4 separate regions of the Mus musculus genome follow, and regions 1, 3 and 4 are each linked to region 2. A link is a contact called in public HiChIP or PLAC-seq and promoter capture Hi-C data. All regions are on one chromosome and are shown on one strand. Each heading gives the region's core, a stretch centred on a gene start, on an enhancer-like site or on the middle of the called end of the contact. The rest is flanking DNA. Distances are from core to core; before and after follow the strand shown.

Region 1 (3,650 bases), core at 1,097-3,596, 1.2 Mb before region 2:
GTGAGGGCGCTAATACAAAGTCACCAGGATGGGACCTGACTCGGTGACTGGCGTCCTTTTCAGAAAACAAAATGTTACCACAGACACAGCCAAGAGAGAAGAACAAGCGAAGACACCGGAGACAGCCACCACAGGCCAAGGAGAGACCAGCCAGCCAGGACACTGACCTCAGCCTCTTACACACAGTAAAACCCTGGGGAAGCCACTCATCTGTTTGATTATACAGTCCAACCAAACAAACACAATCACCGAAATGAGAAACTCTGCACTGTAAGAAAGACCCAATGAACCTTTTATTTTTTTAAAGTTTAGTCAAAGTACAATTACATCATCCCCTCTTCCTCTCCTCCCTCCAATGCCAACCATATCCCCCGACTCCATCTCAAAATTCATGGCCTCTTTTAAATTATTGTTACCTATATATACAAATAAATGCATAGATAGAACCTGCTGGATTCATGCGGTGTTGCTCGTCTGTCTGTTTTCAGGGATGGCCATTTGGCACTGGATAACCATTTAGGGACCTCATCCCGAGGAAGACTAATAATCTTCCTCTCTCAGCTGTCGTTATTCGTCTGCAGCTCACTTAGGGGTGGGGCCTTGTGAGGTTCCCCATCCGTGTTGGAATGCCATTGTCATTCATTGTTTGGGTCCTGTCTAAGCAGCAATATTCCTGAGCTCTCATGGGCACAGCCTCCCTGACATATAGAGAGGATAACCCTGCAGCAGATGTCCTGGTCCTCTGTCTCTTCCTGCTCTCTCTTCTTTGGCGTTCCCTGAGCCTTGGTTGTAGGGGCTATGTTGTAGAGGTATCCACTGGAGGTGGGTACCCATGGTCAACTGTCCTCTAAAGAACACTCAATAGTATACGCCATGAATGTCCCAGAACTTATAGGGCAACACAGTGCATGCTTTTACTGCCAGCACACAGAGGGCAGAGGCAGGTGAACTCTGAGAGTTCAAGACCGGCCAGTGATGCATAGTGAGGCCCTATCTCAAAAACAAACTTAAAACAAACAAACAAAAAGCAAAAACAAAACCTAAAAAACCCCAAGCATGTTCAGAATTCCTAAACTACCCGAGGTTCATGAGAAGATATTATTGAAGGAGGAGGAGGAGGAGGAGGAGGAGGAAAAGAAGGAGGAGGGGAAGAAGAAGAAGAAGAAGAAGAAGAAGGAGAAGGAGAAGGAGAAGGAGAAAGAAGGAGAAGGAGAAGAAGAAGAAGAAGACGACGACGACAACAACAACTATGCAAGAAATAATCACTGCTATTATGACCAAAAGGGATGGCAATTTCTTGTTAGAGCAGATATCTTCCAATGGGGGAGGAAACAGAGGAAGAGACTACTATAGAGAAATGGCATGCTTCTCTACAGATCACACACATCTTTACGTCCTCAAAATAGCACAGCAGAGCATTGCTTTGTGAAACATTCTACTACATGTGTCCAAAGCCTACTTTTACTAGCCATCCTTGAAGACTGACAAGATGAGACTCCTAAAGAAGGCCCTGCTTTCTGGCTTCCTATTTTTATGCAGATGTTACAAACACTGCTCTTTGGAAACAAATCTTCTGTTTCCTTATTTTCTGAGCCGTGGTACTGCACACCTGGAGTAAGTTAAGAGCTAAGAACACGGGACATATTTGGGGTGCTTACCTGCTCCAGCTTTTCAATGAGCTCTGCAGGAGTTAGGACCATCTCCTCACTACCCCCATCAGAGTCCTGTCCGTGGAGATCCAGAACCTCCGTCATCGTTTCTCAACCGGGAACCTACACCTGAAAAATAAACCAACACCCTGAAAAGCTTCTCCCACTTACTTGCAAGAAAAGGCATTTAGGGACAAGTTTATTGGGGCTGAAGGGGGTGCACTGGCCAGGGATGGCGAAATCAGAGACTGATTTTTCAGTGTTGGGTTTAGTCCCTTGGTCGGTTTCTCTCCTAATCTTTCCCGCTGCATGGGCCTGGACCTGGGCAGATACCACACTAAACCGCAATGCTCCTTGTCGTCGCCAGGAGCAGCGTTTTGCCTCAGTGGCCCAGGAGCCCATTCGGTTCAAATGAGAAAAGTGCATCGTGTCAAGTGCTCGGCACATCGCGTCCTCAGCTGCAACTGACCCGGGGTCGCTTGGACACTCCAGCGCTCACCTCGCAGTTGGCACTCAAAGCGGCTACACGGCTCAGGGATCCCTCTTCCCTTCTCTCCTAGCCGGCACGCTCGGGGGACACCACGGACTGAGGCTCCCCGAGCGGTGGGCGCCGGAGATCGCGCGGAAAGCCCGCGGCCCACAGACCCGACCAGCAGCGGTACAGCTCCCGCGCTCCTTTCCCCAAACACAGCGTCGACAGGAAAACGTCTCCGCGCTGCGGGAGCACTAACCAATCAGGCCCAGGGGAAAGCGGACACACGCCCCTTGGCCCCGCCTACCCCGGGGCGGGCTCTTGCCGAGCTATAGAACATACTTCCGGAAGGCGGGGAAGGAGGCCGGGAGTGAAGTGCCGGGTGGCACCGTCTCGGGACGGCCACGTGGGGGCGTTCGGCTCACAGTAAGGAAACCAGGCAGCGCCGTCTTGTGGCGAATCGGTACAGGGCCCAGTTCCTTCCTTCCTTTAACATTTACTGTGTGTGGGTTGGTTCCATTGCCAAACCTGTTCACAGATTCATATATGTGTGTTGAAACTACATTTAAGAGACTCACTCCATTGTCCTTCCTTTACATTTTTTTTTTGCGCAGAGTTGTTCTCTAATGTTATTTGAGTTGTTCTTTTTGGTGATGAAAGAATGCCTACTGACTTTCTAGGATTCTACCTTTTTAGTGAGTGTGAATGCAATATACGCATGTGGTACATGCTCAGGTCACGATCGCATAGCAAGTGCTGTTACCCACTGAGCCCCCTTAAGATTATTTTTATAGATATATTTCCTTATTTTCATGTATGTTAGTATGTGTGCTTGCACATGAGTGTGGTGCCAGCTGAGGACAGAAGAATGCACTGGATCCTGATGGAGCTCATAACATGTGGTTATGAGCTGTTCCACATGGGTACCGACAACCAAACTCCAGTCCTCTGGTTTAGAGCAAGTGCTCTAAACCAATGAGCTATCTATCTCTCCAGCCCCTAGCCCCTTATATTTTTTAAGTGCCAAACTTCCTAATTAGCTTCAGAGATGGAATCAGATTGCAAATTTTTATAGTTTTATATACCTATAAATTATGCATCCTGACATATTACTACTTGAAAGAGTAAGAAATAACAGAGGATTGAGCCGGGTGTGGTGGCACAGGCCTCTAAGCCCAGCACTTGGGAGGCAGAGGCAGGTGGATTTCTGAGTTTGAGGCCAGCCTGGTCTACAGAGTGAGTTCCAGGACAGCCAAGGCTACACAGAGAAACCCTATCTCGAAAAACAAAAACAAAACCACAACAACAACAAAAAGAAATAACAGGACTAATAGAAAGTTATGGAAATTTGAATTTGTGGTAGCCTAAAGATTCTTGGTATTATACCTATTTTTTAAATTAAAATGATTTGTATAGATGGGAGCGGGGGAATGTGGTGCAGTGGTACAGTACAATCTTAGCATTTAACCTGGGTCCAGTCCCCAGCAACTAAGTAAAACAAAATCTCTTTCTACAGTTTATCACTGACG
Region 2 (3,172 bases), core at 459-2,958:
CGATCGTCATCTAACTTCAAAGCTTCTCTTTCTAAAATGCAGCTCCAGAGCCATTCACCTCTGCACTTCCTTTCAGTCCCAAACTGAGGTTCCTGCCTCTGTATGCTTTACTCAGGCCAATGGGACACAGCAGGGTTTGCCTTTTATGGTTGACTTATTTCCCTCAGTATGGTATCTTCAGGACTCACCCAGGTCTGCTGCGTGTCGGAATGCTAAGGCAGAATCACAGTTCAGTTGTATGTATAAGTCTTTGGAATTCATTGATCCATGATGTGTGTACTGCCCTTATCTTTGGCTAATGTATGATAATAAGTGTGTGTGTGTGTGTGTGTGTATGTGTGTGTGTGTGTATGTGTATGTGCACTCATGCACACACTAACAAATGCTCAGCCTCTGATGTGTGTGCATGTGTGTATGTGTATGTATGTGTGTGCATGTGTGTATGTATATGTGTGTATGTGTGTGTATGTGTGTATATGTGTGTATGTGTGTATATGTGTGCATGTGTGCATGTGTATATGTGTGTGCATGTGTGTGCATGTGTGTATGTATATGTATGTGTGTGCATGTGTGTATGTGTGTGTATGTGTGTGTGTATGTATATGTGTATATATGTGTGCATGTGTGCATGTGTATATGTGTGTGCATGTGTGTGCATGTGTGTATGTGTGTGTATGTGTGTGCATGTGTGTGTGTGTGTGTGTGTGTGTGTGTGTGTGTGTATGTGTATGTGCACTCATGCACACACTAACAAATGCTCAGCCTCTGCTCTCAGTTCTCAGGGTGCAAAACCAAAAGTTGGATTGCTGAGCCATATGGTCATTCTATAGCAAAGCTTTTAAATAACCGCCATGCTGTTCTGCACGTTGTCTACCTAGAGTGGACAAGGAGTCTACTTTCTTGGTGTACTTGGTGACACCTACTTACCACTCCTGTTACTGTTTTATTGTAGCTACCCAAATGGCCACAAAGTCCACACACCGTTTATGGATTCTGTTGTAATATAGGAACAAGAGAAATTCCACTTAAGTCTTGTTCCTTGTGTCACAGAAGGGCTGGCTGGCCCAAGTCAGGTAACTCATACAATGTCACACAGAATGGAGCTAGACCGTTGAAGCCAGCCCCCTTTATCCCCACCTGTCTACGAGTCTCTTAGACACTCAATACAGAAATGGAGAATAAAACATGATAAATACCAGGATTTGGGATTCGTCTGGGGTAGTGATGAGATTTTGTGATGGAATCCTTGACTTGTATGAACTTTCTAATAAAATCAGATAGGCTTCATTCAGAAAGGCTGGTGAGCCTCAGTGAGCCTTGGTCTCCTCCTCATCAAAATGGAGATGACAATACTTGCCTGCCAGGAGTGTTGTAAAGGTTAAATGAAATTATAAATCATCCTGTATAGTCCTGATATTATACCTAATCACTTTTTTAAAAAGTGATAGTTGCCTAGTATTTGCTAATTTGACTTGTTTTTTGATGATAGAGCCTTCCTTGGTTTGGCTTTAGCTTATTTCTGGTAGTTTCTTTCCAGTTTAGGGAGGGTTCTAGCAAAAGGTCAGAGGAACAACGGCAGCAGATGGACTTCCTGAACCGTGTGCCAAAGGGTTCCTCGTCCGCCTTCAGGCTGCAGCCTCCACCCTCCACACAGCATAGAGAAGCTCAAGGACAGACCCAGACATTGTAACTGGACCTTCCTGAGCACTCCCCGGGGCAGACTCCAAGTCTGACGCAGAAAATGTGCTGCGCTCATCACCGCAGCTGCCCAAGGTGGAGCCTATTGTCAAGGTTCTTCATGTAACAAAAAGAGGAAAGGGCCTATCAAGGCATTTCCTGCTCACAGGAGCCGTGAGCTTCCATTAATTCTTTGTCCTGAGTCAGTCTGTCTCCCCTAGGCCAGCCCCGCGGCAGACCTGCAGTCCCCTAGAACAGAACAGGCAGTTAATTTTAAAACCTTTTCAGGAGGTTAACAAGGGAACAAGTTCGGAGGTCAGGTGACACCACCTACACTTTCCATATGGAGAACGACACAGAGACAGTACAGTTGTTCAGAAACCTGCTGAAACTTGCTAACTGCATTGCTGCTGGCACAGATGTGTGAGGACAGGAGGGAAGTCTTTACCTGTTTTTTAATAGACGCTTTCTGAACACTGCTTCAGTCTATACACGCATTAAGTCTATGCTCGTATTATGGAAGGATGATCTAGGCATAAAGGCAGAAGGTTGAGAACTGCGTCAGTTAGCCATGAGGTGAGTTTAAAATCCCCAAATGAATGATGGGAGTTTCACCAACTAATCTAATGTCTTTTCTTGGGGAAGGCCTGGATTCCTAGAGCTGTAGGGTGAGTTATTCAGAGTATGCATGGTAAGGAGTTAATCTCACAGAGGATCCAGCAATGAGCCAGACAAGGAGGAAGAAGCCAAGTGATGTGTAGATGGCAGTGCTGTGGGTGAGCACCAAACGCTAATCTGAGACCAAAATTTAAAAATTATAAAAAATAAAAAGGTAGAAATCAAGACATCATGACCAAGTGTCTGAAAGAGGTCACCATAAGTCATCCAGCTACCAGCTGACCACAGAGGCACCAGAGAGCCAGCAGACAGTGACACTGACCCAGATCAGAAGAAAGCACTCAGGCAAACACGGAGTTTGTACTAAGCACAGTAGTGTTCGCCTCCAGCTACTACGTGTTGGATTGATCTGGTACATGTGATGTCTGTATGTCTCAGGGGTCAGGAGGGAAGCTCTGCTGTGCAAAGTCCTTCAGAGCTTGCCAAGGTAGGGTGAACGCCCTCAGGTCTCTCCGTCTCCCTTCCCCTCCACTTTATTTCACCCTGATTTTTAGTGGTTCAGTTTCTCCCATTAATTAGTAAATCAGGAGTCACTGTTTTATATTACAGATGGTGTGTTGTGTTAGCGTGATTGTCTTCCCGAGTCAAGCTGCAGTCCCCAGAATCTTGGGATCCTGCTCTTTCTTAGCTTAGCTGCAGGGCTCTCTATCAGATACAGCTCAGGCTGGCCCAAGCAGCCACTGCACCTCATTTGCCCTGTGTTTTCACAGAGCTTTCTGAAAGCAACAGCGAAAATTCAAAGTAAAACTCAATCCTTTTACACCTGTTTCAAAAAACAAGAAACTAATGTAAAGAGATGGGTGAGAGGAAGCAGATT
Region 3 (3,468 bases), core at 567-3,066, 1.2 Mb before region 2:
TCTTAACTGATGAGCCATCTCTCTAGTCCTTTCACTGTATTGGAACAGAGTCTATCACTGAACCAGAATCTTATCAAATGGCTCTCAGGAGCCTCTTGTCTCTGCCTCCCAGCAGTGAGACTACAGGTGAGAGCCATGTCTGGCTTTTTACATGGATGCTGGGGATCTGAACTCAGGTCCTCATGTTTATATAGCATTTACTCAGAGCCAGCACCTCAGCTCAAGGAAGAACTTTTAATAATAGGGTACCTTTCAACAAAAACATATTACGATTTTATGCAATGCTACAATCTTCATTTTGAAACTTAAGCTACTTTTGACTTGTAAAGGCTCACTGTCTATCAAAAACATGGAGACGGGAGATATACAGCTCATTGGTAAAATTAAATAAACCACAAACCTCCAACACACACACACACACACACACACACACACACACACACACACGGCGCGCGCTCCAGTGCTAAATTTTTGTTTCTTCCTGAGACAGAAGAAGTAAAATAAATGAAGATGCAGATATTGCATGATTAACCCCAGATGTCACTGAGCATATATAATAATGAGCATACGTTCCTGGTTTTGCATATTTGAAATTCTCCAAATTATAGGTCTGAAAAATTACTCTCAGAAAGAGGAAGGATAATTTAGCAGGCAGGATTACAGTTTTGACCATAGTCTTTGGTCGCAGTGATTTTTATGCCTGTCTTTACGGGGTTGCGATACAATCTCGAAGACACGCTAACTCTGCAGAGACTCTTAAAAGTTCTGCTCAAATTAAGGAAAACGAGCGAAACCAAAGTTCTTCAAAGGCTATCTACCGGTAATACGCAAGAGATGGGTATGGGATGGAACTTAACGTCCGCGAAGCCTGACAATTTCACATAGATTATTCTACAACCTGTGAGTCACCAATGTAATATCCAAGTAAGATGGAAAGTGAATAAATAAGTCAAACTTCCAGGTAGGATGCTACTACCACTGAGGGCATGGAACCAAGGCGAAAGGGAGTCTGGGGTGTGAAGAAGGCTGGAATAGTGGCAGTTCTAGTTAGTGGCTCAGGAAAGTCATGTAGCATCAAGCAGGGCTGCCCCTATCCGGGGGCAAACCTGGACACTGGGACTCTCCAATGCGGGAAGGGGGAGAGGGGGCAGACCCGAAAAAGAAGACAGTGTGAGCACAGCACGGGATAAAGGACGGATTCTGGGGGGGAAACCCGTTTCCACGTGATCTAACGCCGGGTTCTCAGCCACGTTCCTCAGCTCCGGGCCACACCAGGCCGAGGCGGCGAGCGGCCTGCGGAGAGGAGCGTGGTCGGTTGAGGAGGAGAGAAACCGGTCGGGGAGAGAGGAGCGGGGCGGCCGAGGAGAGGAGGGAAGGGAAAGAAAGGGCCGGATGAGGACAGCGGGGCTGGCTGAGCCAAGGAGCCGAGCGGCAAGGAGCCGGGCGACTGGAGAGGAGATGAGGCGGCAAGAGGACAGCGGGGCTAGCCCGGGAGGAGAGGAGCGGGGCTGGCGAAGGACAGGAGTGGGGCAAGCGGGCGTGAAGGAGCTCGGACCGCCCGGCAGCGGCTGCCCCACCGGCGGGACCCCGGCCCGCGGCTGCCGACCCCGCGTCCCGCCCGGGGCCGGGGGCGTCCGGTAGGACCAGGTCCATCCAACTCACCGGCCGTGAGGCTCGGCTCCAGTCCTCGGTGACTGCCGCTCCCGCCCTGCCCTGCCCGCCGCCGGCCCAGGCGTACGTAAGAGCGTGCGTACGCCCGCCCGTCTTTGTCTACGCCGCTGGACGTGGACCCCACTCCCCTCAATCCCCGCCCCCGAGTCCCGCCCAACCGCGCTTGCGCGGTCTCCCGGAGGACCCCAGGGTGGGCGGGGCTCCGGCGATGCTCGCTCCTCGCACTGATGCTCGCCAGCGTGAGCCGAGGTCGCTTTCTGAAAGCCAACCGGGGCCTGTCTGAGCTGTGTCCAGAACAGGCATCGTTCCCGGGGAGAGGGAGAACCCGGCATGGCGAGGTTCATTTACTGAGTCTTTGTGGGACTTTGTGTGAGATTCGGTTCCGGCTGGCCACGAAACGTTAGCCACCATCCCAGCACTACCCGGGCATCCCGGAGCTTCTCTTAACGTAATTGGCTGGTTGGCCAACTGCAGTTTTCCAACCCAGCCACAGTTCTAACTAACCTCTCCTCAGACTGGAAGCTTCAAAGACAGGCTTGTTTTGCTGACGTGGGTCCTTTATAGTGGAAGAAAGAGAAAGAAGGGATGGGGGACACGCCTCTTTGGCCCACCCCACCCCCTTTTAAGACAGGACGTCTTGTAATACAGACTTGCCTCAAAAACTGCGAATTGCCCAATGACCTTCAGTTTCTGCACCGACTGCTTCCACCTCCTGAAGTGCTGGAATAAACTACCGTCCCAAGTTTTATAAAGTGCTGGGGGCTGGAACTCAGGGCCTCGTGCATGCTAAAAGAAGCACTCGACCAGCTGAGCCACATTCCCAGCCTCCGAGTTTATTGCTTTTGTATACTTCCAAGAGTACCTAACCTTTCCCCTAATTCAGGACTTAAACCTCCATTTGTTGATTTCTTCACAAACTTTTACACAACTCCAGGTATGTAACTATAACAGGAATACAAGACATATTTAATGATAATAAATTTATTTAAAAGCATTTTTGCTATGTATTTGTAGCTTTCCTATATTAACTATTAAAGCAAATTTGCATATTAATGAGATGGATGTGTTTGCCACTCTATTAATTTATTATTTTATTTTTGGTTTTTTCGCTGGCTGTCCTGGAACTCACTCAGTAGACTAGACTGGTCTTGAACTCAGAAAAACGCCTGCCTCTGCCTCCCAAATGCTGGGATTAAAGGCATGCGACACCACTGCCCGGCTGCCACTCTTAATATAAAGAAATCAGCTAAATATTTGATACCAAAGGATATAAAACATAAAGTTTCCCAACGTTTTAAATTTTATAATTGTCAATGCTGAGAACACCGTTTCACAAATACCTTGTACAAAACAATATTAGTAAGTTTATGAACATTTCAGAAATTATTAGAGATTCTGCCCTAATCCCAAGCCAAAAATGATTTAACAGATTTTTGTGAGCAGATTAACTGAAGCAGTTTTTAAAATCAAGAATTCTAATACAGTGCAACCCCTGAATGTGCTAATTTGATGCTTACTTACAATGCTTACCTGCTGAGGAATGACTACAGGAAAATATTTTTTAAAGTCATGGTTTCTTCAAAATGAAACATGATAGCTAACTAACACTCACTGAAACACTCCACAGATGTAAGGGCAGGAGGATCAGAAGTTCAATGTCACCTTTAGCTATACAGTAAGTCCAGGTCAGCCTGGACTAGCCCTGTGACACTCTGTCTTAAAACAACCCCCAAAGAACTAGTGAATGAGTCAGTGGGGGAAAGGCACTGTTGTCAAACCTGATGACCTGAGTTAATT
Region 4 (3,584 bases), core at 605-3,104, 1.3 Mb before region 2:
GGGGGGGGGGCTATCAATCAAAAGTTAATAGAGACTGGAGAAAGAGAACATCTCAGAGAGTCGCTGAGAACTAAAATCAGTTGAAGGCACACTGTAAAGAGGTGATTAAAGAAAACAGAACCCATTCCTGTTGATGGCTTAGTGGCTGAAACCACTCCAAAAAGCGAAGTCCAGTCCCGAGGGTGGGAGAAGGAATTCCTGCTGCGAGCAGACTCACTCCTCGCTCAGTGGCACACCTAAGTCCTCCAGGTGGATTACAATGTGTTGGCCTGTTGATTTGGTTTTGAAAGTAAAACTTGTTATAAATTAGAAGTTGACTCCAAAATACAGCCCCTTTTTGGATGGTGGAAAAATAAAAATAAAAACAAAACAATTTTTTTCCTCAGGCCAAAGAGATGGCACCAAGAAATCTGAGTTTGGTTCCTGTCAAGGGCTCATAATTGCCTGTAACTCCAGCCTCAAGGGATTCATCATCCTTTTCTAGACTTCTTGGATGGAGAGAGAGAGAGAAAGAGAGAGAGAGAGAGAGAGAGAGAGAGAGAGAGAGAGAGAGAGAGAGAGAGCGCACACACACACACACTGAGACTCTTAATTTTAAAGGTCTTCAAAAAAATAGCCCAACCTGTAGGAAGGTCATCTTGCCCTGCGTAAAAGCTTTTCTATCTGATCCTCACCTAAATCACCCATGGCACGGAAAGTATTGCTTACATTACAGTCAAATTCTCCACAGCAAGCCAGCTTTCTCTACCTCAGACCTCTGCCTCAAACAAAGCTAACAAAGAAAAGGCTCTGTCTCTCACCTGTGAAAACACAGATCCCTCCAAACACAAGACAGTGTGTTCCCCAAAGCCCCAGTGGCCTGGTCAGGAAGAAGTCATTTAGATAGCCAATCACCTTGCACCTGCCATTTCACACTTCAGGTGACTTCAGGAAAGAATTTAGAGACTAGCCTGGCAGGCAAGCCCTGATTCCTCTGTGCCTCTGTTTCCCCGTTATCAACTGAGAGACGGTACCCACAAGAATCATCAGATTGCAAAAATTCCTCAGAAACAAAGCGAATGGTGGCGTCCTTATAGTCAGTGTAGCCCCAAGCCTCAGCCCGACTGCCCTGCTTAGGTCTCTGCCTCAGGAGCCCAGGGCTGCTCACAGGAGAGAAAGAGACTTCACCCAGGACACAGCCAGCCAGACTACTCAAGAGACCAAGAAAGGCTGGCTGGGAGAAACAGGAACCACCATTCTTCAGTGGAATGCCTTCTGACCCCCCACACCCCTGCAACTCCCAGAGCTGTTCCACGGCCCACTCCCTAAGCAAGACGTTTCCCACCCCGTGGTCTCAAGGCCAGAGACTTGCATTCCCCCAGAGAATAGTGATTGCTCAGTCTCCCCACTTACCCAGGAGAAAGGGAAGCAGCTGTATGTTACCTCAAAGCGTCACATTCATTCCGACAGGGGCAGCTTGGGACTGTGACCTCTGAGCCTCTCTCTCTCTCTCTCTCTCTCTCTCTCTGACTTCCGCAGGAGCCTCCAGTCCCTACCTCCAGGCGCCCACCTTTTCTTAGATACTGGACTTGGGTAAGCAAATGGAGCCTGTGACCAGGCTCAGGGCGCCTAGAGCTAATTCTTTCACACACGCACATGAGCACACACACATGCACACACACACACACACACACACACACACGGACTGGCTGATTTACAGTCAATCTTTCAAAGTGCAATTTGTCTAGGAGAAGCCAATGTGAGGCCCATGTGGTCTCCAACCAATGGCGACACAGCGCTTGCAGCTCAGCCAGTCTCAGGTCTGTATTCTAATGGGCCATATCTTTATCAAGGAAATGTCCCCTCTCTGAACTTAAAACTTCTGATGGAGGGCCCCCAGACTCAGAGGCAGAGAAACCGGGTGCTCTGAGTATGGAAAGCACCCCTCCTTAGGCCCAGCGGGCAGAGAGGGAAAGAGGAAGGCCGCCCACCTTCTCTGGACACCTGACTTGCCAGAGGGCTGACGTAGGTGCCCCATCTCTGAGGAAGGGCCGAGCCAGAGGGCAGTCTGAGGCTCGGGGTGGGATGGGGGGCTCTGATTCTCCAAACCTGTCATGAGGTTCTGGGCCACCATTTGAAGTGCTGGCCTTTAAGGGTTCCTGGACCACCGATTCGCTGACCTGGAGACCATGGAGTCCAACCTGCAGGGGACCTTCCTCCTGAACAACACACAGCTGGCCCAGTTCTCAGAAATGAAGGCTCCCATGTGCCAGTACTCGGTGCAGAACTCTTTCTACAAGCTCAGCCCTCCGGGACTTGGCCCCCAGCTGGCGGCTGGGACTCCCCATGGAATCACTGACATCCTGAGCAGACCGGTTGCCACCCCGAACAGCAGCCTCCTCTCTGGCTACCCCCACGTGGCAGGCTTTGGTGGACTCAGCTCCCAGGGCGTCTACTATGGCCCCCAGGTGGGGAGCTTTTCCAAGGCTGGAAATGAGTACCCGACCCGGACCCGGAACTGCTGGGCAGACACAGGCCAGGACTGGAGAGGCAGCGCTCGGCCATGCAGCAACAGTGAGTACAGGGCCTTCACCCCCAGCCCAACCTGTCCCGGGGAGAAGGCAGGAGGGGGGGGGTCTTTTAAAGGCCGGGCTGCACGCGACCTACCTAACCTCAGCCGCTATTACACAGCCCTGCCAATTCCTGGTCCCTTTTCTCAGCTCACAGCAGAACTGAACCCCACCCTTCTCCCTCCTCCCTACTTCTACCTAGCACAGGTGTCTGGACCCACAGTCACTTCTTGCCCTTCAAGGGACCTTGGGTTCTCCAGGCCCCACGATCACAGTCCATCCCACCATATGCAGCACGTAGCTTAAGTTCGCTTCTGCCCGGAGACATGGCGCCCCTTCACACAGTGAGGCACAGTGCTACCCTGGTGAAGAAAACTTAATGAATTTAGTATCGTATCCCTAAGAGCCCAATGTTATATAGGATTGTTCCAAAAACCCACTGGGGTCCCATCCAGGGCCCATCACCCACCTTCCTGTTCCCCCGTTCATGTCAGCAATGGCAGAACCAGAGCGCTAAGATGACCTTGGCCCTGACTGCTAGGGAGCGGGGCGGGGGGGGGGGGGGCTTACCCCACCCATCCCTGAGACTCAGGTTTCTGAGAACTGGAGTGGAGGGGGTGGGTATTATGCCAATCAGGGATCCAGGAAGTGCCCGGGGCATGTGCCAGTGGGGCATACTGGGAGAGAGTGGCAGTGACTTCCAGGGTTCTCCTTGAGCCACTAAAGCTCCGGGTGAGATAAACATGTGTCAGGGACAGAGGCAAAGCCCCCTCTCCTTCTGTTTAATCTCTATCTCCCACACTGCATAAGGGATTTGGAATCAATGATGGAAACCCTCAAAACTCTTGTCCTCCATGTCTGTGCCTGAATGACAGTCACCTTCCTCATCTCTTGGGACCTATAGTTTGGGGTACTATAAGCTCATGCTGTCTCTCCCACACCTCCACCCTACACTCCCCCATCCTGACCCACCCCTCCATCTTGAATGCATACACACACTAGAAAATAGCCAGGAAAAACAGTGGTCAGTTTAAC

What was found. Promoter capture Hi-C pulls out the DNA fragments that hold promoters and counts their contacts. HiChIP or PLAC-seq counts read pairs in DNA pulled down with a chosen protein or histone mark.
Region 1: a promoter capture Hi-C map of embryonic stem cells shows a contact between it and region 2, with 4 times the contacts expected there. The contact joins the promoter of Gins4 here to the enhancer-like site in region 2. A contact is called at or near these places in 7 of 39 promoter capture datasets (the 3T3-L1 cell line, cranial neural crest, embryonic stem cells and 4 more), 4 of 115 datasets of contacts at active chromatin or transcription factors (astrocytes, embryonic fibroblasts, embryonic stem cells and 1 more) and 2 of 9 other capture datasets (embryonic stem cells and liver).
Region 3: an H3K27ac HiChIP or PLAC-seq map of trophoblast stem cells shows a contact between it and region 2, with 4 times the contacts expected there. The contact joins the promoter of Gpat4 here to the enhancer-like site in region 2. A contact is called at or near these places in 9 of 39 promoter capture datasets (the 3T3-L1 cell line, cranial neural crest, embryonic stem cells and 4 more) and 5 of 115 datasets of contacts at active chromatin or transcription factors (astrocytes, embryonic forebrain, extraembryonic endoderm stem cells and 2 more).
Region 4: a contact with region 2 is called in a promoter capture Hi-C map of embryonic stem cells, with 3 times the contacts expected there. The contact joins the promoter of Nkx6-3 here to the enhancer-like site in region 2. A contact is called at or near these places in 4 of 39 promoter capture datasets (the 3T3-L1 cell line, the C10 cell line and embryonic stem cells) and 3 of 115 datasets of contacts at active chromatin or transcription factors (embryonic stem cells and pancreatic cancer cells).

What each region holds. Positions count from the first base shown.
Region 1 is chr8:23,235,322-23,238,971 of GRCm38.p6, forward strand. It overlaps Gins4 (GINS complex subunit 4 (Sld5 homolog)), which reads right to left and starts at 2,347. Exons shown (of 8, transcript NM_024240.6): 1 at 2,149-2,347; 2 at 1,659-1,778. The coding sequence starts at 1,754. It overlaps Gm39141 (a long non-coding RNA gene), which reads left to right and starts at 2,459. Exons shown (of 3, transcript XR_870246.2): 1 at 2,459-2,547.
Region 2 is chr8:24,426,008-24,429,179 of GRCm38.p6, forward strand. No RefSeq gene overlaps it. Among named protein-coding and RNA genes, the nearest start is that of Gm30757, 3.5 kb to the right of the region's middle. Within about 2 kb of position 1,709, at least 49 of the 459 cell types and tissues checked have an H3K27ac peak or open chromatin away from gene starts, as enhancers often do. A contact at or near this core is called in embryonic stem cells, liver and trophoblast stem cells, where this site is marked.
Region 3 is chr8:23,206,637-23,210,104 of GRCm38.p6, forward strand. Gpat4 (glycerol-3-phosphate acyltransferase 4) reads right to left here and starts at 1,817. Exons shown (of 13, transcript NM_018743.4): 1 at 1,663-1,817.
Region 4 is chr8:23,151,417-23,155,000 of GRCm38.p6, forward strand. Nkx6-3 (NK6 homeobox 3) reads left to right here and starts at 1,855. Exons shown (of 3, transcript NM_029002.2): 1 at 1,855-2,553. The coding sequence starts at 2,169.